Regions from separate parts of the Mus musculus genome. Here regions 1, 3 and 4 are each linked to region 2. Evidence: chromatin contacts called from public HiChIP or PLAC-seq and promoter capture Hi-C data. All regions are on one chromosome and are shown on one strand. Each heading gives the region's core, a stretch centred on a gene start, on an enhancer-like site or on the middle of the called end of the contact. The rest is flanking DNA. Distances are from core to core; before and after follow the strand shown. Region 1 overlaps Camkmt (calmodulin-lysine N-methyltransferase). Region 2 holds the start of Six3os1 (SIX homeobox 3, opposite strand 1). Region 3 overlaps Camkmt (calmodulin-lysine N-methyltransferase). Region 4 overlaps Camkmt (calmodulin-lysine N-methyltransferase).

Region 1 (5,684 bases), core at 397-2,896, 360 kb after region 2:
CGACAGCAGCCTGGGGCTAGGATAGAGAGTTTAGGGCTAGACATCAGCTCTCAGGTGTGGAGGTGGTCAAAGGCGGCCAAAGGTAAGTGTGCCTGTGTTCATAGTGTACAGTACTCACAAACCCACATGCAAAGGGTATGGCCGGATATCGGCAAATGTTACAGCCACAGAGAAAGCTAGGAAAGGCACAGCTGGACATCTTTCTGACTCCTTCCTTGGAAGGCCATTGGAATACATCTCGTTTCTAGATTTTCACTATTTGAATTAATTTTTGAATCAAATACTATCACCCCAATCTTATTAATCTGTAAGCTGTCCATTAAAACTGGCCGCTCATAATCCCCTCCCTGCCACCTTCATCTTCACACAGTTAATTACAGAGAGGGCTGTAGAGCAGATATGAGAGCTCTAGGTTTCCTCCCACCCTTGTTCTGTCACTTACTCTGTGACCGAAGACAAGCTACCACTCCCCTAGACACTGGATGTACACTAGCTCTACAAACAGATTTTATGACACATTTTGATGTTTTTAATATCTTATAAAAGGACAAGCTCAGTATAGTCACTGGCTTTTGAATTTAACTGAATAAGAGAGGAAATACAAAAATAGCCTTTTTTGAGGCTGTAAAAAGATTATAAGTGGAATGCTTTTAGTCATAGAGAGTATTTTCTAAGTTACCCAGCACTTAGTTCAGCACCTCCCAGCACTTGGTTCAGCACCTCCTAGCACTTAGCTCTGCACCTCCTAGTACTTGGTTCAGTATCTCCAGCACTTGGTTCAGTATCTCCCAGCACCTCTGGGAATGTTTTGGAACACCTTGCTAAAGGAAGTTTGCAACAGCAATTTCTTTCCTCTCCCTCCCTTCTGTAAGGCACAGAGCCTTCTTTAATTAAATTCATACTATCCCAGAGTCTTGCATATTTCACAAGGGAAAGCCAGTAGCCACCACATCCTAATTCTATTTATTATGTGTGGATAGGTAAACGCAAACTGGTTGTTACTGAACACTTGAGTTTTTACTTTCTTTAGAGAACATGCTTTTTGCCCACTGTAGCATGTCCTCACTGATTGTCGTTGAGCCACAAAATGAATTGCAGAAAATTAAACAAAACTATCCTTTAAAACAAAAACAAAACATGGGGTCTCATTACATAGTCCTGACAGGCTTAGAACTTCCTATGTAGACCAGGCCAGCCTTAAACTCATAGAGACCCTACTGCCTCTGCTTCCCAAGGCTCCCATATCCAGTACACAACTTTTCTTCTAAAAACCACGTGTGCCCTAGTCAATCCCAGATTAGTTCTGATCCTCCTGCCCTTTAAATAAAAATGCTAAAGAAAACATGCTTTTTTTTCCCTCTTCCCTTCAGTCTCCCTTGCATTTCCTCTTGTGGCCTGGGGAAGCGGCACCGGTAGCGGTATCGGTAGCGGTATCGATACCGGTACCGGGCCTTACCGCATGCCCATCAAAGCATCTCGGAAGCCTTGCTCTGAATAAACAGGTGCTAAGGTTACTCAGCTGTTCTAAAACTAAAGATTGATATTTTCCTCTGCTTCTATTAGCAGACCTTTAGGGACGCGTTAGCACTGGATAATGGTTGCAGCAGCTTAAGCCTCATGCTGTGATTTTTAACAGCAAGCCGGTCTTTGACCGGCAAACAATGGCGGCTCCCCCGCAGCCCTAACCTAATAAGGACTTAGTCGCAGCCTTAGGCAGTTTGACCAAACCTGAAGAGAAATCTGACTTCCAATGTACTGACTCCACTTTAAAGACAATGGCCTAGCTTAATTAACACTGTATTCCTTTGTCACTCAATCAATTTAGAATCTTGTCCTTTAAGCATCAACTCTACCAGCTTACAAAGAAAAAGAAAACGGAGGCTCGAGCAGCTGGAAACCCCCTTTGGCTTGTAGACACAGGCATCTGGGAGCCAGCAGCAGAACAAATAACCCTTGCATGAACTGCTGAGTCGCCCAAACATTCAGGTAACCGTTAGCACCAGCCTATGAGATCATTTCTTCCACCATTTTTAGAAATAAGCATGGGATGTATTTAATGTAGTACCAAAATTATTTTCTTTCCAGCTCCCTCTTTTTCTGGAGCTGGGCATTAAACTGAAAACATTAGGTCTGTTGTTACAACCATGTCTGGGCCATCACAGCCTGGCAGACTTGTCCCAGGAGCCCGTGGGGTGCCATGAGCTCATTTGACTTTCTTGCCACCCCTCCATCATTGCTTTTACCCAATATACATCATCTTCTGAACCGAAATGAAAATACCGTGGATTCTAACTCAGCCCCACGTGGATTTCCACTTTTAAATACCAGCCGACAACTAAGGGAAGTTAATGTGGTGGACCATACACTAAAGCAGTGTTCTGGACTCCCACTAAGGAGGCTGTCACCCCATGAGAAATGCACAATTCCGCACTTAACCTTCTACATTATAAAAATTGTTTAATTATTTGAAATACTTAACCCTGCAACCTGATGTGTTTATAAAAAGATAAAAGAGATATATGTTCTATGGTATGGGGATGGCTCAGCGGGCCCATGCCGAGGCATCCCTTCCCTCCTGAGGGGCCAGCCACACAAAGGTATAGTATAGAATAGATTTATTCAGGGCATGGAGAGGGGAGTTAAGAGGGTAGTAGAGGCAGAGAAAGGCAGAGAGAGAGAGAGAGAGAGAGAGAGAGAGAGAGAGAGTAGAGAAGTAGAAGACAGCCATGGCCATGAGCATGTGGAGAGAGGGGGAAGGGAAAGGAATGGGGAGAGATGGGGAACAAGAGCAAGAGAGAAGCAAGAGATCAAGAGGGCAAGAGAAAGACAGGAGGGGGGCAAGCAGCCCCTTTTAGAGTGGGCCAGACCTATCTAGCTATTGCCAGGTAACTGTGGGGTAGAGTTTAGACAGAATGTTAACACAGTCAGTCCTGAAATTTTTCTGTATTCTGAAAATTTTAGCACCAGAAGTAACAGAAAAATCAGATTGGGTCAGACCACTTAACATTTCTCACCACAGAGAATGGAAAGATGGCTTAGCAGCTGAGAGTGCTGGGGGTGGGGGGGTCTGACCAGCCCGTGGATGCTGGTGCCCACACACCGGATGTGTTGGATCTTCCGGAACCTGTGGTTACAGGCTAGCCTGATCTGAGTTATAACGTGGTACCCAAATTAACCACGCCTCACTCTTTCCTTGTCACAAATATTCTTATTTCAGATTTTCTAGTTGGTTTTGAGAGGACTTTTCTAGTTGGTTTTAAGAGGACTTATGTGAAAAATGAATGTTCATAGGGGCCACACTGTACTTAATGAATAATTCCCAACAGTTGGAAAGGAACCTTAAATGCAGAAGAGTACATACAAGTGAACTCTGCACTCAGAAGAGGTTTGAGTGGTTGTATTTATATGTACTGTTTGGTTGGTTGGTTGGTTGGTTGGTTGGTTGGTTTTGGTTTGTCGAGACAGGGTTTCTCTGTGTAGCCCTGGCTGTCCTGGAACTCACTTTGTAGACCAGGCTGGCCTCAAACTCAGAAATCCACCTGCCTCTGCCTCCCAAGTGCTGGGATTAAAGGCGTGCGCGACCACTGCCCAGCTTAGATGTACTTTTTTGAAGCAGTAGTCTTAATTTAAAAATATAGATTTTAAATCTACAGTACATTATCATTATAGTACATTATGGTTAAACAGTATGTATCTTGTTGGGTAGCAAGATATTAAATTACATATAGAGGCTGGGAGCATCAAATGGCCAGGCCATGAATATAATGATATAGAAAACACTTTTGATAGGAACAAAGGAAAAAGGAGAGAGATAAACTTTATGAGGAATGTGCAATCCCTGTATGAAGACTGTGTCTGCTTTTCCAGTGTCCCTAGCAACCTCCAGTGTGAGCAGGACAAATGGAAAGACCTTCCTATCTACTGCAAGATGGTTTCATATCATTGCCATGCCTGTTCTCCCTAATTAATTTACAGATTCAGATCTGTCATAACCAGGGACACAGGTGAGACCCCACCCACAAATAATCACCCCAGCGGGAACAGTACAATCTCAATGAGCACACTAACAGCTTTTTAAAAACATGAACTTTTTATTTTTTTGAGGTTATAATTCCATCGTTTACTCCTTCCCCTTCCTCTCTCCAAACCCTCCCATGAGCCTCCCTGCCTCGTACGTACTCCCTTTCAGATTCATGGGCCATTATTGTGATTGAGGGTGTCTTAGCTGGGTGCTTGCACAGGGCCTCTGCTACTGTGACAGTTAGCCCTCGGGGCTTTCGGGTCAGATCTAGCTTGGGTCCTCTGGGCCCTGTGTCTTAAGTACCTAGTTGACCATAAGACACCATCACTTCTGCTAAGACCTGTCAACAGGGCATAATTGAATTCAGTCATGGGAAAATAGAAGACAACCCCAGCCTAAAGCCCACTCAAATATAGCAAGGTCAGTGTGACACAGGGCTAGAGAGATGGCTGAGCTGGCAACGTGCTTACTGTGTGAACATGAGGACCTGGGCATGGAGTACCAATACCACAGAGGCAAATGGCTGGGCATAGCAGCGTGCATCTCCAAGCCCAGTGCTGGGGGCGTGGACACAGGACGACCCCAGTCTGGGTTTGCTAGCCAGCCTGTCTGGCCAATCGGTGAGCTTTAGGTTCAGTGAAAGGTCTGGGTCAATAAATAAATAAGGTTGAAGATCAATACAGGAAGAAGCCAATGTCCACTCTTCAGATCTTCATATGTACCCATTTGCACATGCACGTGCGTGCGTGTGTGTGTGTGTGTGTGTGTGTGTGTGTGTGTGCGTGTGCCTGTGTGCGTGCGTGCGTGTGCGTGCGTGCGTGCGTGTGTGTGTGCGTGTGCGTGTGTGTGCGTGTGCCTGTGTGTGAATGGCTGCCCACTACTTCTCCGAAGGAGGTACCACAGGCAATGGGTCTTTTCCAATGAAAAGATTCAGGATGACCTGGCAGATAACTGCGACTCTGCACAAAAGGTCCAATCTAACCCCAGGGAAAGGAAAGCTATCAGAATATACTGAGCATACTGGTCATGTTAGTGCCGAAACAAGAAGCAAAGGAAGAAAGGTGGGGAAAGAGGGATGGAGGGAAGGAGGGGGAGAGGGAAGGAGGAAAGGAGGGAAGGATAGACAGAGGGAGGAAGGGGGAGCAAAATAATGAGGACTCAGGAGACCAAATGACTGGACAGAGAATCAGTTGTCCACTTTGGAGCCTCTTTTTGTAGAACAAAGTAGGTTATCAGTAAGATATTAATCCAGCCCCAGGTACTCTAAGACGGCAATATAATGAGTCACCCCGGGCCCACTTTGCCCAGGAAATGCTGACTTCCATCTGTGATCTCAGCTTCTGAGCAGAGGCATTAGCGTGTGTCCAGCGAGGGGCGATCCTGTGGTCCTCCCGTAGCTGACACAGAGTCCAGTGTGGGGCGACCCTGTGGTCCTCCCGTAGCTGACACAGAGTCCAGAGTGGGGCGATCCTGTGGTCCTCCCGTAGCTGACACAGAGTCCAGTGTGGGGCGATCCTGTGGTCCTCCCGTAGCTGACACAGAGTCCAGAGTGGGGCGATCCTGTGGTCCTCCTGTAGCTGACACACAGGGAGATGCTCTTGTTTTCCGTTTTGTGCTGGTTTTTATGTCTTCATTTTTTTCCTGAAGTTTCCCCGTCTTGTTT
Region 2 (5,415 bases), core at 1,980-4,479:
GTTTGTTGATGGCCTCGCACGCCCCGGGGGCCACGGGCAGCGACCAGAGGAAGCGGCCCAGCCGCTCGATGTCGCCCGTCTCCTCCAGCGTCTCGCAGACGCTGGCCACCTGCTCCGGCGAGAAGTTGAGGGTGGGCAACTGGAACATGGACAACTCTTCCGGGGGGGCCCTGGAGCCGCCGCCGCCGCTGCCGCCGCCTGCTCCGCCAGCACCGCCGCCTCCCGCACGGTTCCCGCCGCCGCCTCCTCCCGCGCCGCCGCCGCCGCCGCTCGCACCGCTCCCGCCGCCGCTACTCGCCAGAAGTAGGGAGCAGTGGTGAGAATCGGCGAAGTTTGGCAACAAGAAGTGGGAGGAATAGAGATCTAGGGGGGAGCGGAATACCATGGACTGACCTGAGAGGAGAGGAAAAAATTCAGGGAGAGGAAGAGAGAGGGGAGGAAGAGGAGGAGAGGGGCGATGAGGACCAGGAGGAGGGAGAGGAGAGGGGGGAGGAGGAGATGGAAAGGAGGGGGGAGCAGAAGGAGAAGGAGGGGGAGGAGGAAGGACGTAAGGGACACCCACACCCCACACACATCCACATACACACACACCCGCGCAGCCACATAGAGAGGGAGGAAGGAGAGCGGCCCGGTGCGCGCGCGCAGAGAGAGAGAGAGAGAGAGAGAGAGAGAGAGAGAGAGAGAGAGAGAGAGAGAGAGAGAGCGCGAGCCCGAGGCAGAGAGAGGGAGAGGGAGAGAGGAGAGCGAGAGCCAACCACGGCCGAGTCAAGATTCAGCGATTCCACAGCAATCGCCCTAATGACAACAGCCTCATAATATCTCCCCTAAATCCACAGTGAGTGCAGCATTGAAACATTTTGTTTCGCTTTTCTATTGGTCTGTGGCGTGTCGTTGTGGCGTTGCCACGGCAACCACTGCCAATCACTGTCAGCCCTGCCAATCAATACTGAGAACGTAAGGACGGTTTTACCACTTAGCCGGAGGGGGGGGGGGTGAGGGAGAAGAGGGCGAAACAGAATTAAAAAAAATCTTTGCAACTCTTAATATCCTCTCTCTCTCTCTCTCTCTCTCTCTCTCTCTCTCTCTCTCTCTCTTTCTCTCTCCTCTTCCTCCTCCTCTTGCTCAAAGAAGTTTTGATCAAAAATTCGAAAAGGAATAGGAGTAGAGTAGTTGAATGCAGCGAGCTATTCGTTACACGGAGTGTTTGGGGTTAGGAAGAGACTCCAGCCTCAGGAGCACCAGGCAGCCTTAGATGAGGCTGGGGATCAGGTGACCTGGCAAGGTTTGCACATGGTATCTCAGCCACCTCCTTCTGTCTATGTGACCACTGGTCAGGAAGAAAGAGGAGAGATGACGAGGCTCACTGCATAGTCACCGTAGCAAGCTGCTGGGGGAGCCTAGATCTGGGAGACAGAATATGGTACATAGGGAGTTGAAGCCAGGGCTAAGATTAACAAGCAGGAGGCTATGAGGCTTTCCTGGCCAGTCAGTGCCCTTGGACTACATTTCCCAACTCTTTCCACACCATTGCACAGTTCTGCTCCCAGCCAAGCATTGGTGAAGTTTTCCATCACTATGCATTTTATAACAGTGGAGACATTACACTTTCTCTGTCTTCAAAATCAACTCCACTCTTTGTTCCCCCACCCCCCAGACTTCAGCTGTCTCCCACAGTGGTAGACTAGCAACAGGAGGCCAGAAACCTAGGGACTCTGGACCTAGGGGAGGATGCCCACTTTTCCTACCATGGGTACAACCCCTGTCATGCCCAACATCCCCCAAAAGATACAGAAACTTTAGAGGCCACCCTGAGTAAGCGCCCAAGGCCTGAAAGCTCATAATGTAAATAACTACAATACATAATTAAAGCCAAAATTCTCCATACATAAAGCAATATCATAACCCTGAAACAGACTCCCCTTGTCCAAAGAACTCAGAGTGTCTTTCCTGCCTGCGGCTACCACAGCCTCTGGGCCAGGCCCGGGCATTTATTTATTCTTAGGTATGTTGCTTGTGAGAAGTTGTAATCTGCATCTTGAGGCCGGCCTCCCTTTGTGAGGCTTCTGTAACTATGGAAGTGTGATTTACGCAGATTTGTCCGGGTCAGAGACATCTTTCCCTACGCACTGTGTATATTTAGACAGGATTCGGACTGGTGTTAAAAAGTGTATATGTTGAATGGATTCACACACAGTAGCTAACAATGCCCACATTGTCGGCCCATGTACAACGCGTATTGAAACGCAGCGCCCAGACTTCAACTAATCTGCCCTCAATAAAGCTGAAATAATTATCCTAAGCTGCCTTTCCAGAAGAAAAATCATTGAGGAATTCAAAACTTTTTTTAAAAAGATCTTTTCTACATTCCGATGCAGATCTGGGGGCGCGGCGCCGGGTACACACCACTCAGGAGAGCTCAATGAGGGAGAAGTGGAAAAAAAGAAGTTGTGGGAGAATTTAAACGTGAACCCAACTGGAGGCTGGAGCCAAAATGGTCGCAGGCCCTAAATCTCAAGCTCGGATCTTTCTTAGGCCTTGATCCGACAGTGCCAGGTTTTAAAGGGCCGAGGAGTGCAAACTCGGTTTGAGGGTGACACCGAATGTTTGGGTTAGGCTAGGGGACTATACTGGCTCTTTAGCAGGGGGCAGCTCAGGGGCCTAAACTCGCTGACCAGGGCAGAATAATGTTCACCCTAAAAGGTAGATCCGTCGAGCCCCACTTTTGGCGGTCTCTCTCTCTCTCCAAACATCTTCATCTGCACCAGGAGTGCTTTTCCGCTCAACTGCAAGGCTCTGGGCGGTCGCTCTTTGCGGGCCCAGAAAGAGCCCAAAGGTTGGGACACAAAAACAGACACTTCATCTTTTCTTCCGGACCCCTTTCTCTTGTAGGGGGAAGGATTATAGACTGAAAGGTGGGAGGGAGAAGGGGCAGGAGGAGGAAGCAGGGGGAGGAAGGAATGAAAAGGGGGAGGGGAGTGGGTATTGTGCCGCGTGTGGAGGGGGAGAATTCCTACGGGTGGGTTTCCGAATATTGTGTTCAACTTTTTGAAAGCAGCTCGTGACCCCGAAACTGCATCCCCCGGAGCCGGGGACCCAGGCGCCAGGCGGGCGGGTGAACCCGGCCAGTCCCTCCCAATCCCCGCAACCCCCCGCCTCCGAGTGGGGGGGATCCAGGCCTGGAGGGAGGCTGGGCAGGTGCCGAGGGCTGTGCCGACAGCGCTGAAATCGAAAACCCTCGCCACTCATGAAGAACTGAGGCAAAAGGATCACAGATGCTGCTCGGGGCCAGCCCTATACTCCCTCCAGTGCCTGGTCTCCGGTGGACCCGCGGGGCTCTGCAGTTCTCTGGCGGCCGCGCCTTGTAAGCGCTAAGCCGGGAGGAGGGCGCAGGCAGGGCGCACAGCTCTGAGCGCGACCCTACCCGGCTCGGGCCCGCAGCAACCCCGACTGTCCGAGAGCCTCTCCCCAAGCAAGGCTCTGCGCCGCCCTCTGAGCCCACCTCCTGGCCACAACGCTGCCTGCGCTTCTCCAGCCCAGGCCGGAAGCCCTATGCTGCCTCCCGAAGCCGGTAAGTTGAGAGTCCTGAAAGCTGAGCAGGGAGGCGGGGCGGGTGGTTCCTGATGCGTTTTGTAGGACTGGATCCCGCCGAGGCTCCGCAGGGTCTTGATCTAAAAGGTTTGGGTGTGTGCATTTTTGGAGAGGGTGTCTGTGAACCTCTGGAGTCTCCCCAAAATCCCATTCGCTGAGCATTGGTGAGAGGAGCTGGTGCAAAGGACCCAGGCTGCTTTGCTCCCTGATCTGGGGTGGGTAAAGCGAGGGCTCGGAATGGAGCCCAGGGCACTTCCAGAGTGGGTGGGATGCTGAGCACCGCCTGCACTCCGATACTCTCAGAGCCACAAAACCCTAGGGGATTGGCTTGTAGGGCCTCTAGATCTCTTCTCTCTCTCTCTCTCTCTCTCTCTCTCTCTCTCTCTCTCTCTCTCCTCTCAGACTCAAGGACTGGGGACTTGGTGGATCTATGGCATTGGTACCCACAGAGGTCACCTGCACAGATAAATCTGTCGCCACCCTTCAACCCTGGCCTACCGGATCTGCGGGGAGAAATGCAGCATTTGAATTGGGGAGTGTTCAGTCCTGCTCTGCGGGGCATTTATTTACAAATATCAGCTGCAACCCAGCCTTGATAACGTCTCATACAGTCAGAGGACTTTGCGGGAAGCACACTTCCTCCTTGTTTGGGGCTACAGGGAAAGCCCAGGAAAGCGAGTCCCAGAAGGCCTGGGACAGCTACACCCAGTTCACCCATGCTCAACCCGGAACAGCCGACCCAAACGGTCAGGAAGGTTTGTCCTGGGGGCAACGCCTCTTCCGGGCTCTAGGACATTGGAAGACAGAGAGATTGCTGGGTAGCGGGTGGTCTGGGCCTCCCCGCAAGCTGCAAACGAAGGAGCTTGGAGCAGACCGCCAGGGAGGGCGCAGGGGAGCGCAGTACTCAGGCGGAGAGGCCCCGAAGCCCTTCAGGGACTCCGATTACTTTCCTTTGAACAACAACAACAACAACAACAAAAACAACAACAACAACTGCTCCCTCCCCCTTATATCCCCTCCCTTTTTTAGCCTCCGGGCACCAGGCTTCCACGTAATTGTCCTTCTGGACAGTAAACACAGCTCAGTTGCCTCAACTTTCCTGGTGCATAAAAGTTCCCGGCGTGAGGGGAAATTTGAATATTTGATCAGCCCCTTTGAGTGACCCTCATTAGCCTGGCGCCCTGCTAAGGCCCCACCATTGCAAAAAAGCTGCTGGGCCCGGCATTTGTACGCCTTGTTAGCGCTGCTTAATGAAGCCGCCCCGACGGCTCAAAGGCGGCCTCTGGGGCCGGCAGCGCGCACCTCTCGGCACCCCGCTCTGCCTAATGAGCCCCGCCGCCCGCTAAAGGCCCTTCCACCCCCCACATCCTCAAACAAGAGGGGTTTGGCTCCGTCTAGGACCTGAACACCTCCCACCACCGGGCCCAGGAGGGTGGGCACAAACCCAGTCTAGCTGGCTACACGGTGATCTAGCCCCTGGAGAAAGAAGCCAGCTACTTGGAGTATGCAAGCTAAAAATGGTTGTGTGAGTGGGAAAGTAGGGAAGTGGATTTTACAGCCACTAGGTCTAGCTCACCCGTGGGTACCACGAACTTTCCCCCACAGGGCCAGCTGTAAATCAATTAACCAGCCCAGCTCCTTAAAGGTGCATCTGGACTAGTGTTAGAACGTCAGAAGGGCTGGTACACAGGGGAGGGTCAGCTTTCCACTCCCCCCTCAAATTCCTTTGCTCTGGTCTCCCCAGGAGGCCTGGCACTTCTCCCCAGGTGGCCTCACACTTTCTGGAAGGTCAACCTTCCAGGCAACTAGAACTCTAGGCCTGTATTT
Region 3 (5,446 bases), core at 1,283-3,782, 480 kb after region 2:
CCATCTACCAGACCCTTAAAGAAGCCTTGGTGTGTGTGTGTGTGGTATGTATATGTGTGTATATAATATCTATATGTGTATAAACATACATATACATGATTTTTTTACTTTTAGGGTAATTCTGTTAAAACTAGAATAGGCAGTAGAAAAATATTATCATTCCTCTTCCAGAATATCAAACCAGCATCACTTACGGCGCCTGCATTACTCTGCAGGTTAGGGATACTGAGTAAAGATGAGAAAGAAGCACTAAATGTATAATGGACATCCTCACACTGTGGTGGTTTCTCACACTGTGGTAATGTGAATGTTCGTGGCCCAGGGAGTGACACTATTAGGAGGTGTGGCCATATTGGAGTTGTTGCTGTGGGGGTGGGCTTTGAGGTCCTCCTGCTAGCTACCTGGAAGCCAGTCTTCTCCTATTTGCCTTTGGAAGAAGATGTAGAACTCTCAGCTTCTCCAGCGCTAAGCCTGCCTGCACATTGCCATGCTTACTTCATTGACGATAATGGACTGAACCTCTGAACCTGTAAGCCAGCCCCAATTAAATGTTGTCCTTTATAAGGGTTGCCTTGGTCATGGCATCTCTTCACAGCAATAGAAACCTTAATTAAGGCACACATGATTGCATACTGATTCTGAAAACAATTCACTTTACCATGAAAGAAATAAAATAAAGCCATAGACTGATAGCCCAGGAAATATACAGATGCTATGTATTCTTCCATCAAAAAGGAGTTGACCTCTTACAAAAGCTGAATTGAAGACTCCATTACAGTGTCATCTGGGAAACAATGCTTTGTGAGAGTAAAACACTGACTACCAGCTAAAATGTATGCTGCAGATCAACAACCAACATAGAGCGTTTGTTTTCCAACAGCCAGTATACGTAACTCTGGCAACCAAAAGATGAATGGCAGGGTAGCTTCCTACAGTATACTGAACGGTACCATGCCCCAACCCCCAGCCCACACCAAACTCTGAGGGCTAGAAATGCATAAGATATCTTAGCACCTTCTACCAAATGAGCACCAGGTTGAGGGCCTTGAGTCTTGAGGAAGAGAGCTGAAGCAAAAAATGAAGTGACAAATGACTATAGAAAGGGGAACAAGCGTCTCAAGGTCAGGGTGATCGGCAAATGCGGGCTGACCTTGGCAGAAGTTCCAGAACCCGGTCCACTAGTTCCTGTGCATTTCCTAACCACACCTCTCCTCTCCCCTACAGATTTAGGAATTTGTCCAGTACTCTGTACATTCCATTTTGACTAAAATTAGTATCCATTTCTATTATTTTGTAATCAAAAACTTGACAAGGAATAGAAATGATCAAAAGTCAGAGACAAGAGACCTTTAAATCTCTTTAAATCTTTAAATCTCAAGAGCATGTTCTATGAATCAGGACTCACATGCTTTAAGTTGGATCTTGTTTTGTTAGCAGAAGAAAATAAGAATGCCTTAAGAGAAAAACAAGTGTTTAAAAGCAAAGAAAAACAAGTGTTTTTACCTTCAATAAGTCTGTTATGAATATTAAATTACAAAACTTTAATTATAAACAGCAGGATCATTGTTCGCCCATCTTTAGCATCCTTGATATGTTTTAATTGTCTTCTTTTCTTTGTACTATCTCTTTGAGTAGCAACGTCACCTTTTAATTTTTTATACAACACCTTCCCCAAAAAATGAAGTTAGAGTTATTAAAATATTTACATATTTCTAGAAAGGAATTCTTGGTTCAGATGGCATTACCATTTTATGACTGCAGTTTTTACATTAAAGGTTTTTTGTTTTGTTTTGTTTTTTTAATCTCTGAACAAAATCTAGATCTTAGCAAACAGGAAAATGCAGGGCTGGGTCTGCTGCACCTGGGTGCTGTGTGAGCTAAGCATGGAGACACGAGGACAGGCACAGAGGGCTGCTTGTTCTCGCTCATGGGTTTAACCTGAGGATGCTTCCATTCCAGCCAGAGCAACAAGGAGTGGGGATGCTGTTCCTGCTGAGAAATATGCATGGGAACCATGTGACGAAACATCAATTATTAGTGTAAGTAAGGGACAAAGAACAAAGGGGCCCCTGCCTCTTATAGGTGACATCCTGGGTGTCATTGCAGCAACTTAAAGCCAACCAACAAAAATAAATAAAAGTTCTTTACATTCATATATTTAGGTTTTTAAACAAAGAACTTTTGGTAAGTCTATAAACAGGAGCCTGTTGTAAAACGTCCTATAAAGCGCTACAGGAAGGCCACAATGGCTTCTGTTCTGTCCCCTCCCACTCGCCTTCTTTCTTCCATATTTGGTCTCACAGTGACAGCAGCAGATCTACTCCCACACTCATCAAGAAATATTTCCTTAGGCCATTCTGCCCTGCAAGGGTTCAAGAAAATGCACCACAGATCAAGAAAAACAGTTGATGACTTCCTTTGTGACTAAAGACTTAATACTCTCTGCCTTTGTGGTCCTCTGGACCACTGTGATGGGAAGTGATTAGCAATGATAATGAGGTGACCGTTAATCTCTTAGACAACTAAAGAGAAGAGGAAAGAATGAAAGGGGAAACTTTACACAAGATACCAGAGAGGGTAGAGAAAGCTCACCCTGGCAGGATGCAAGCTGTACAGTAAATGGCAGTCTGTCCCAAAAGGCAGGCCAAAGCACAGGCCCCACGGAGCCTGTGTTTTAAATACATAATTAAGTGATTTGAGGTGCAAATTGTGCATACTATCCTCAGGGACCTACACTTACCCTAACTGCTCTCAGATTTTGTATATCCAGAGTCCATCTCTTACAACTGAGCCTAAAGAATCATGACAACAATAATATTAAGTATAAACCTATCTGAGGCTTTATGAATTAACATATACAAGAATTATACACAAAATGACTTGTCGTGTTTTTTATTCCATATAACTGGATAGGACCTTTGGAAATTTTCAAAGCACAAGTCGGGGACTTAAATAACATTGTATCATTATCAAACTCATCTTAGACTTACCATTAATAAGTCTTTATACATGTGCCAGGTGTAATACTACACACCTTTATTCCCAGCACCTAAGAGCAGCAGGCAGGCAGATCTCTGTGAGTTCAAGGCCAGCCTGGTCTATATGGTGAGATCCAAGACAACCACGACTACATCGAGAGAGCATGTCTTTGGGAAAAAATTAAATTTAAGAACATAAATCTTTAGTCAGTCTATGGTGGTGCACACCAGATTCCAGAAAGATGTTAGGGATGGCAAAGAGGAGTACGCATCTAATAATATAAGACCATTTCGTTCAATTTACAAGATAACTTGTCTGGCTTCACTTCTAGCTCACTATATGGAAAACTGTGGGTCACATGCATCTTTCAGAGGACTCTTTGGTAAGCCTGGGACATTTCCCACATCGTGAATTCCTTCTTTCCAGAATGAAATCAAGAATGCCCAGTCTTAGCCAATCAAGTCCTGCAGGTGAGCCATTTATTGCCGGGCAAAGGTGAGGCCCTTGTCCCTGGGGTGCACTGTTCTACTGAGTGTAAGGGAAGGACTTCGTTATTTTAGAGGCAGCCATGTGAGAGCATTTAGTACTTACTGAGCACAGACTGGGTTCAGTGCTGAGCAGGAACAGCAACAAGACATCTGTCAGAGCTACTTTCCAGATGTTACAGGCAGTGTGCCTGATCATCTTCCCTAAATCTAACCTTCTGGCTCAACAAAAACTTCAAGAGTCTCAAAACCGTAATACATTTCCTTCTGTAAAACAGAGTATGTGCAGTTGATTATCCTAGTGATCCCTAGCAGATTCACATAGAAGGACCCTTCCCTGGCTACGGGCAACCTCTATGAACCAAACATATTACTACCTAGCTTTCAGCACACAGCTAGGCCCGAACTGAGCTGCAGACTATAACATAGAAATTCCCAGCGCACACTCCAACTTCCCTCTCGGTGAGTGTCTTCTTGTACTGTAGAAGCGTGAAACCCACAGCTACTTTCCCAGGTTGCATTGCAATGCACCTAAAGTACTAGGAGTGAATTAGGCTACATCCCTCAGATGTACACACATGAGATCTGAGGTGTAAATAAAAGCCAATGCTGCATCTACTAGAGAACCCAGTGATGGATGGACAGTGTGTTCAGGGGGTCTGGGAAAGCTTACCAATGTTCTAGCATTAACTACAAAAGCAGTGTCCAGACCCTCAAGTCAACATTTCCAGGGGTGCCCTTCTGACTCCTCATTATGAAGGTAGAGGGGGTGGTGAGGAGCCCGTGGGTGGAGGGACAGCAGGAAGCTGGGGATGACAGTCATCCTTCCCTAGGGCTCCAGAATGGGTGCTCACCTATGTACATCTTCACCTCACACCCTTGGGAATGGGTGCTCACCTATCTACATCTTCATCTCACACCCTTGGGAATGGGTGCTCACCTATATACATCTTCACCTCACACCCTTGGGAATGGGTGCTCACCTATATACATCTTCATCTCACACCCTTGGGAATGGGTGCTCACCTATCTACATCTTCATCTCACACCCTTGGGACCTGGGTCAGATTTCTGACTTGGAGAAGAATAATGATACATTTATGCCATTTAAACACACCGTTTGTGATAACTTTTATGTCAGCCATAAAAAATCAGTACAAATACTAACTGCACAACTGCGGCAATATTTAGAATACCAGAAAGTCAAAAAAGTTAAACAGCAATCAAAAGGAAGAGAATCTAATTAAGAAATGGTTAATAATGTAATACTATGCGGCCACTAAAAGGATGAACAAGAAGTATGATAGGTTGATATGCCAAGATCTTTTAATATGCTAGAGAAAATGAGAGCACAGGCTAATTAATGCATGGTATGACCCACTCTGCCTTTCAATTTTATGTTTATATGCTTATAAATGTATTTTGAAAGTCTACAAGGGGACTAGTAAGATGGTTCAGTAAAGAAAGACACTTGCTACCAAGCCTGATAACCTGAGTTCCATCCCCAGTACCCAAGGATGGAAAGGGAGAATGGACTCTCACAGTTGTCCTCCAACTCACACACACATGTTGTGACATGCCTACACGTCTGCACCTTTGTACACACACACACACACCCCAGATAAATAGAACATGGATGGACGGATGGATGGATGGATGGATGGATGGATGGATGGATAGATGTAAAATTTTAACATAAAGATACATTTGTAGATGGTCCATTCTTTCATCACAGCTCCAAACTTTGTCTCTGTAACTCCTTCCATGGGTGTTTTGTTCCCAATTCTAAGAAGGGGGAACAGTGTCCACACTTTGGTCTTCATTCTTCTTGAGTTTCATGCATTTAGCAAATTGTATCTTATATCTTGGGTATCCTAAGTTTTGGGCTAATATCCACTTATCAGTGAGTACATATTGTGTGAGTTCCTTTGTGATTGTGTTACCTCACTCAGGATGATGCCCTCCAGGTCCATCCATTTGCC
Region 4 (6,079 bases), core at 1,799-4,298, 460 kb after region 2:
CAGCCAGCCACCGTGCGTGATCAACCTTTTTTCATTTCTGGCTTCATTATGAAGATGATGTCTTTCAACTGTGGTGACTAAGCCTGTGAAACTACAGAGCACGAAATGTATAGAACCTTTATGAGAATAATACTGAACAGCTTAAACGTAAAACCTGCAATTAAATTCCAAACCTAAGCACTTCACCCTCAGGAAAACGCTAAGCAGCTCCTCGGCAACACCCCTGATTTACACCCCCCCAAAGTCGGCAGGACTGTCGTATGCGCTCATGTGCAACACTGATGCAGGCGGGAACTTCTCAAGTACTGTCCGAGGAAAACACAGTTATATTTATCCACGCTTTTCAAAACTAACAAATTTCAACTTGGCATGCCAGGGACAGGAGCTTTTTCATTTTCAAAAAAGCCGTCTTCTGTCACATGAAAAGCCCCGAGAGTAAAATATTTCAGTGTAGCTCTGTGTTAACAATGGATGTGCCATCAGATTACCATACACGTGAATAAAGCACCAAATGATACGAACTTTTTTTTCCACACTTTAGATTTTGATGTGAAATGAGTCTAATTATTTATTCATAGCTTTTCCTCTAAGGAGTTCAAAGCACTATATTTTAAATCTTCAAACGCAGATTTCCTGAACTCTAACATCTACTGGAGGGGGACAGGAAAATGTGTGACAAGAAAAAAGATTAAATAGCACAAAAGAAAAGATGGGCCGGAAGGACCCAGCACGCTTCAAACATGAGGTGGGATGGAAGGACCCAAGCAGGCGTTGAACACGAGGCGGGATTTTTTTTTCATTCACTTATTCCTTCAGTCATCCAAGCATTTATTACAACCTCCCAGAAGAAGAGATTCACGCCAGATGTTAGCGATGTAAAAACCACCCCAGTTCCAGCAGACGGAGGCATGGCTGACATCAAGAATAACTGGGTGCCCCAAATGCTATAATACAAGGGGAGGAGGCTTCAGCAGGAAGGGAAGGTCTCAGTTATACTCTGAAGCTGGCAGAAGTTTGCCAGAGAATTCTGAGACAACCTGGAGACGGAGGCTGACATTGCGCTACGGTGCAAGGAAGCATCGAAAGCTTCGAGCTGGTCAAGGGGCGTGGGGAAGACACGGCTCCGAGGCCGTTTTGTGAAAAGACTTCATCAACCTTCATCAACATACAATAAGCAGATGTAAAATGATATGCATTTTATCTTGCTTCATATGCACATGTACATTTTGGTTTTATGTATGTAGTTTTACTTTACGCATGCATACAGAGAGAGAAAGAAAAAGACAGACAGAGGGACAGAGACAGAGACAGTGACAGAGCAAGCAAGCTCTATGGGGTATTCCATCTGATGTCTCTGAGCCTGATGAGCCCCTCTTTCCGTCTGGCCTCTGAGGATGTTGACAGGGCCGGTGGCAGGGCCCAGCCACACAGCTTTCTCCTCCCTGCATCTGTACAGTTCCTTCTCTTAGGTGGAAGCTCACTTAGGAAAAGTTAAACCACTGGGCCAGATTGATTTATCTCCCAAGCTGCTACCAGCATGCCCATTCACCAAGGGAGCAGATGTTTCTCTTAAGGACTACGGAGGGGCAGCCTCTTCTGCATCACTCCTGTGTTACCTGCACACAGTAGACACTGAAGGAAAGAAAAGGGAAAAAATGTAGCTTAAGTCTCAGAAATGCAGATGAAAGAGAATATTCTCTTGCTTTTATATTATTTCAAGTATAAAAGCTCCTGTGTCAAAATACTCAGAACACTGTGGCTCAAAATAGAAAAGATAGAACCCAATTATCAGACTGATTTGTAGTTCCAAGTCTTCAAATCACCTTCTACAGAAGCACTCACTAATTGATATCGACAGAGGGATACAGCAGAAAACTGAAACCTTCTTGTCTATAGATATATAGAGATGATACAGACACAGATGGTTAATTGATAGATAGATAGATAGATGTTAGATAGATAAAGCAATAGATAGGTAGATAGATAGATAGATAGATAGATATTAGATAAATAGATGTTTGATAGATGATATATAGATATAGATGGATAGATAGATACACAGATGCATAGATACATAGATAGGTGATAGATGATAGATACATAGATGATAGATATTTAGATGATAGATTATAAATAGATAAGATAGATGATAGATACATACATACATAGATACATAAATACATAGATATATAGATACATAGGTGATAGATACATAGATGATAGATTAAAAATAGATAAGACAGATAGATGATAGATACATAGATGATAGAGAGATGGATAGATAGATAGATAGATAGATAGATAGATAGATAGATAGATAGATAGATAAAAATAGATGATAGATACAGAGATATGGGGGAAGCAGGAGAAAAACTCAACAAATTAAAGGGTATTACTTATTCTGTATTGGGTTAAGAAATTATAACTGCTTTTTTTATACAGTTAAGCATGTATATTTGATGACTCCATAAAACACTATATTTAGCTGGGCAGTGGTGCTGCACACCTTTAATCCCAGCACTTGTGGGGACCACAGGCTGGTTGGATCTCTGAGTTCGAGGCCAACCTGGTTATACAGAGAAACCTTCAAGAAAGGAAAGAAAGAGAGAGAGAGAGAAAGAGAGAGAGAGAGAGGAAGGAAGGAGGATATTCTTGTCCTAGAACATGCTAGAATACAACACAATACCAAGTAAATTAAGATCCACGGCCTTGGCAACGAGAGCTACTCTCTCGATGAGAATGGTGAAGATTCAGGCCAGAGAGTCAGCACTCTGATCTTGTAGCTCACTCACAGTTTAGTCTGCATCTTCTCACCTACCAGCAATGATTGCAGCAGATTGTTAGTCATAGTTTAAAGGTCAAAGAGTTTTATAATCCTGAAAACTCATGATGTGGGCAAAGGATAACTATTTTCTAGCAAGTCAAATCAAAAGCCATGAAGAGCATGAAGACGTCTCAAACAGAAAAAGAGACTGGAATATAAATATGTACTGAGTCACAGGGAAAGTGTTCTGACATTTAAACAGACAGCAAGTGAGCAGGAAAAGTTACCAAGAAAGTGGAGCTGGGACAAAGACAGGGTAGGGCGTAACCTGGGTGGGGACAGGCACAGCACTGAATGCGCACATTCCTCTCTCAAGGTGTGGAATTCAGGCAGAAGGGCTGATGTAACACAAGCTATTTTGAGAAAAAGCAGAAATATCAATACAGCTATAAAGGGAGAATTCTGACCCCTCCAACTTAAAAGGAGTTCGTTGGAAAAATAATGCCATTTAAAAAAAAATGGTTAATGAGAAAAAACAAGGGACAAAGGTTTTGTGGCTTAAAATCAGCAACCATAGCACAGAATGGTGAGAGTGAGGGTACATCTGTGGAACATGAACGGGAATGCCTAGGATGGGCTGGCAAAGTTCAAGGCCATCCTAGACTATAAAGACAGTCTATCTCAAAAATCAACAAAGAAAGAAGAGGGAAGGGGAGGGGACAGAAAGGGAGGGGAGGGCAGCGAGGGGAAGGGAATGAATGCGCTACTTAAGAGACTGTGACACACAACTTCAGTCTCAGTTACTCAGGAGACCAGAGGCTGAGGGATCACTTGACTCCAGGAACTTCCGGTTAGACAAACATGGTAAAAGGATAAAGTAAGTGTGCTCTGTTCCTAAGCCCCTTTCTGATGGAGATGACCTCTGCCCTGTGACCCTAAAGGAACTGACCTAAAAAGAAAGTCCCAGAGGTCAGCAAAACTAGAAACAAGGAGGCATAGCTCTCTGAGTCCTACTCAATTACCTCATAACTGCATCGCCTGACCGTGCGAGAGCGGGAAAGGTAGGAAACAAGGAGGCATAGCTCTCTGAGTCCTACTCAATTACCTCATAACTGCATCGCCTGACCGTGGGAGAGCGGGAAAGGTAGGAAACAAGGAGGCATAGCTCTCTGAGTCCTACTCAATTACCTCATAACTGCATCGCCTGACCGTGGGAGAGCGGGAAAGGTAGGAAACAAGGAGGCATAGCTCTCTGAGTCCTACTCAATTACCTCATAACTGCATCGCCTGACCGTGGGAGAGCGGGAAAGGTAGTTTAAGTAGGCCGTTCGTTCGTTTGTTCGTTCGTTCGTTCGTTCGTTCATTCTTCAGGGTTGCACATCGCATGCTGAGCTACACATACACAGTCAGCATTTGTGCATTTCCACCTGTCAGTCATTTTCCTAGCGTAACAAGATGCAGACAATGATGAATGAGCTTGAAAATTCCAAATGGGAGTCTATTCTTGAAAAGTTTTTAAATTATTGCTACATAAATGCTGTAAAATAAATGTTAAAATGTTTCAAAAGGGGCTGGAGAGATGGCTCAGCGGTTAAGAGCACTGACTGCTCTTCCGAAGGTCCTGAGTTCAAATCCCAGCAACCACATGGTGGCTCACAACCATCCATAACGAGATCCAGAAGAGGAGAGGGGTCACCCTCTTCTGGAGTGTCTGAAGACAGCTACAGTGTACTTACATAATAAATAAATAAATCTTTAAAAAAAATGTTTCAAAAGGGGGCTGGAGAGATGGCTCAGCGGTTAAGAACACTCACTGCTCTTCCAGAGGGCCTGAGTTCAATTCCCAGCAACCACATGGTGGCTCACAACCATCTGTAATGGGATCTGATGCCCTCTTCTGGTGTGTCTGAAGACAGCTACTGTGTACTCATGTACAGAAAATAAATAAAAAAATTTTTTTAAATGTTCCAAAATGGCTGGGCACTGGTGGCACACGCCTTTAATCCCAGCACTCGGGTGGCAGAGGCAGGCGGATTTCTGAGTTCGAGGCCAGCCTGGTCTACAAAGTGAGTTCCAAGACAGCCAGGGCTATACAGAGAAACCCTGTCTCAAAAAAACAACAACAAAAAAAAGTTCCAAAAGATTAACATCATAAAAAAAAATCATCATAAAACTCAGTTGGGTGCCACAGAATACTGGAAACAGTGACTGGGTGCTACCAACAATTCGATCACACTGAACACAGACCTTGTTTAACCTATATTTAACCAAACTACTACTACTAATCAGTATCTCTTCTACCTATCCATCTATCTATCTATCTATCTATCTATCTACCTATCTATCTCTCTATCTATCATCCATCCATCCATCCATCCATCCATCCATCCATCTATCCATCTTCCCATCTGTGGTGCTGTCAATTGAACCCACTGCCTCACACTCGTTGGACAGGGGCATTGCTGCAGAGCTACAGACCCCGCCCTCACACACCTGACGTCTGCAGAGGAGTCTTCAAATTCCCCTTTCCGGAATTCCATCTCTGTGTCCTGGATGGGAGGACAACTGCAGCGCACCCTCCGCCCCGCGGCTAGAGAGAAAACATCTCTCAGCACAGATTGGATCATTAGCTCCTCCTGCAAAACCACACTAAACACTTATGAACATAAAATGGTTCATAAAATCCACTTGTAAAATAACCTTTCATTGTATGAATTATGAAATGAAGGATTTCAAAACTTGAATCTTACAGGTGTCTAGAACAGAACACCACTATAAGTATCAAAAGTTTATGTTGATTTATTTGTTAAAGATCTAGGACATGATACTTTATGCCTTCTTTAAATGAGTATCACTGGGCTGGAGAGATGGCTCAGCGGTTAAGAGCACTGACTGCTCTTCCAGAGGTCCTGAGTTCAATTCCCAGCAACCACATGGTGGCTCACAACCATGTGTAATGAGATCCAAAGCCCTCTTCTGGTGTGTCAGAAGAGAGCTACAATGTACTCACATATATAAAATAAATCTATTTTTTAAAATCATTATTTTTTTCTGGATATAAGGTCATTATTATGGGTATAAGTTATTTTCATTGTTTACTATATAATGACATAGCCCCAAGATTTACTGGTACTGCCCTGAAAGGTTGGCAACTAAAGACAAACCCACCCCCACCCCACCCCCCCCACCCCCCCACCCCCCGTCAGCCTGTCCTCAGGCTCAGAAGGGTTTTTATTACCTTTGAAGATTTGTTGACAATCAGATTGCACGGGTAGGTAGCACATGCCTGTTCCTCAGAACTTGAGACAGAGGGAA

Evidence for each region. Promoter capture Hi-C pulls out the DNA fragments that hold promoters and counts their contacts. HiChIP or PLAC-seq counts read pairs in DNA pulled down with a chosen protein or histone mark.
Region 1: a promoter capture Hi-C map of embryonic stem cells shows a contact between it and region 2, with 2.6 times the contacts expected there. The contact joins the enhancer-like site here to the promoter of Six3os1 in region 2. A contact is called at or near these places in 8 of 39 promoter capture datasets (the 3T3-L1 cell line, the C10 cell line, embryonic stem cells and 4 more), 1 of 15 datasets of contacts at CTCF or cohesin (the NIH/3T3 cell line), 8 of 115 datasets of contacts at active chromatin or transcription factors (craniofacial prominence, embryonic basal ganglia, embryonic forebrain and 5 more) and 4 of 9 other capture datasets (adipose tissue, embryonic stem cells, liver and 1 more).
Region 3: an H3K4me3 HiChIP or PLAC-seq map of stem cell-derived neural progenitor cells shows a contact between it and region 2, with 30 read pairs. The contact joins the enhancer-like site here to the promoter of Six3os1 in region 2. A contact is called at or near these places in 2 of 39 promoter capture datasets (the 3T3-L1 cell line and liver), 1 of 484 Hi-C or Micro-C datasets (bone marrow-derived macrophages), 16 of 115 datasets of contacts at active chromatin or transcription factors (bone marrow-derived macrophages, craniofacial prominence, embryonic basal ganglia and 10 more) and 4 of 9 other capture datasets (adipose tissue, liver, macrophages and 1 more).
Region 4: an H3K27ac HiChIP or PLAC-seq map of embryonic stem cells shows a contact between it and region 2, with 6 times the contacts expected there. The contact joins the enhancer-like site here to the promoter of Six3os1 in region 2. A contact is called at or near these places in 4 of 39 promoter capture datasets (the 3T3-L1 cell line, frontonasal cranial neural crest, hematopoietic stem and progenitor cells and 1 more), 4 of 484 Hi-C or Micro-C datasets (bone marrow-derived macrophages, embryonic stem cells, lens fibers and 1 more), 17 of 115 datasets of contacts at active chromatin or transcription factors (SST interneurons, bone marrow-derived macrophages, craniofacial prominence and 10 more) and 5 of 9 other capture datasets (adipose tissue, embryonic stem cells, liver and 2 more).

The regions. Positions count from the first base shown.
Region 1 is chr17:85,253,158-85,258,841 of GRCm38.p6, reverse strand. All of the region lies in intron 3 of Camkmt (calmodulin-lysine N-methyltransferase), which reads right to left. Among named protein-coding and RNA genes, the nearest start is that of Gm36826, 98 kb to the right of the region's middle. Within about 2 kb of position 1,646, at least 29 of the 459 cell types and tissues checked have an H3K27ac peak or open chromatin away from gene starts, as enhancers often do. A contact at or near this core is called in embryonic stem cells and stem cell-derived epiblast-like cells, where this site is marked.
Region 2 is chr17:85,616,210-85,621,624 of GRCm38.p6, reverse strand. Six3os1 (SIX homeobox 3, opposite strand 1) reads left to right here and starts at 3,229. Exons shown (of 4, transcript NR_038085.1): 1 at 3,229-3,568. It overlaps Six3 (sine oculis-related homeobox 3), which reads right to left and starts at 791. Exons shown (of 2, transcript NM_011381.4): 1 at 1-791. The coding sequence starts at 385.
Region 3 is chr17:85,139,862-85,145,307 of GRCm38.p6, reverse strand. The region is part of intron 3 of Camkmt (calmodulin-lysine N-methyltransferase); the gene reads right to left. Among named protein-coding and RNA genes, the nearest start is that of Gm36826, 15 kb to the left of the region's middle. Within about 2 kb of position 2,532, at least 18 of the 459 cell types and tissues checked have an H3K27ac peak or open chromatin away from gene starts, as enhancers often do. A contact at or near this core is called in embryonic stem cells, neural stem cells and stem cell-derived neural progenitor cells, where this site is marked.
Region 4 is chr17:85,160,165-85,166,243 of GRCm38.p6, reverse strand. All of the region lies in intron 3 of Camkmt (calmodulin-lysine N-methyltransferase), which reads right to left. Gm36826 (a long non-coding RNA gene) reads right to left here. Exons shown (of 3, transcript XR_877067.3): 1 at 6,003-6,079; 2 at 5,258-5,354; 3 at 2,283-4,206. Among named protein-coding and RNA genes, the nearest start is that of Gm36826, 5.1 kb to the right of the region's middle. Within about 2 kb of position 3,048, at least 39 of the 459 cell types and tissues checked have an H3K27ac peak or open chromatin away from gene starts, as enhancers often do. A contact at or near this core is called in embryonic stem cells, where this site is marked.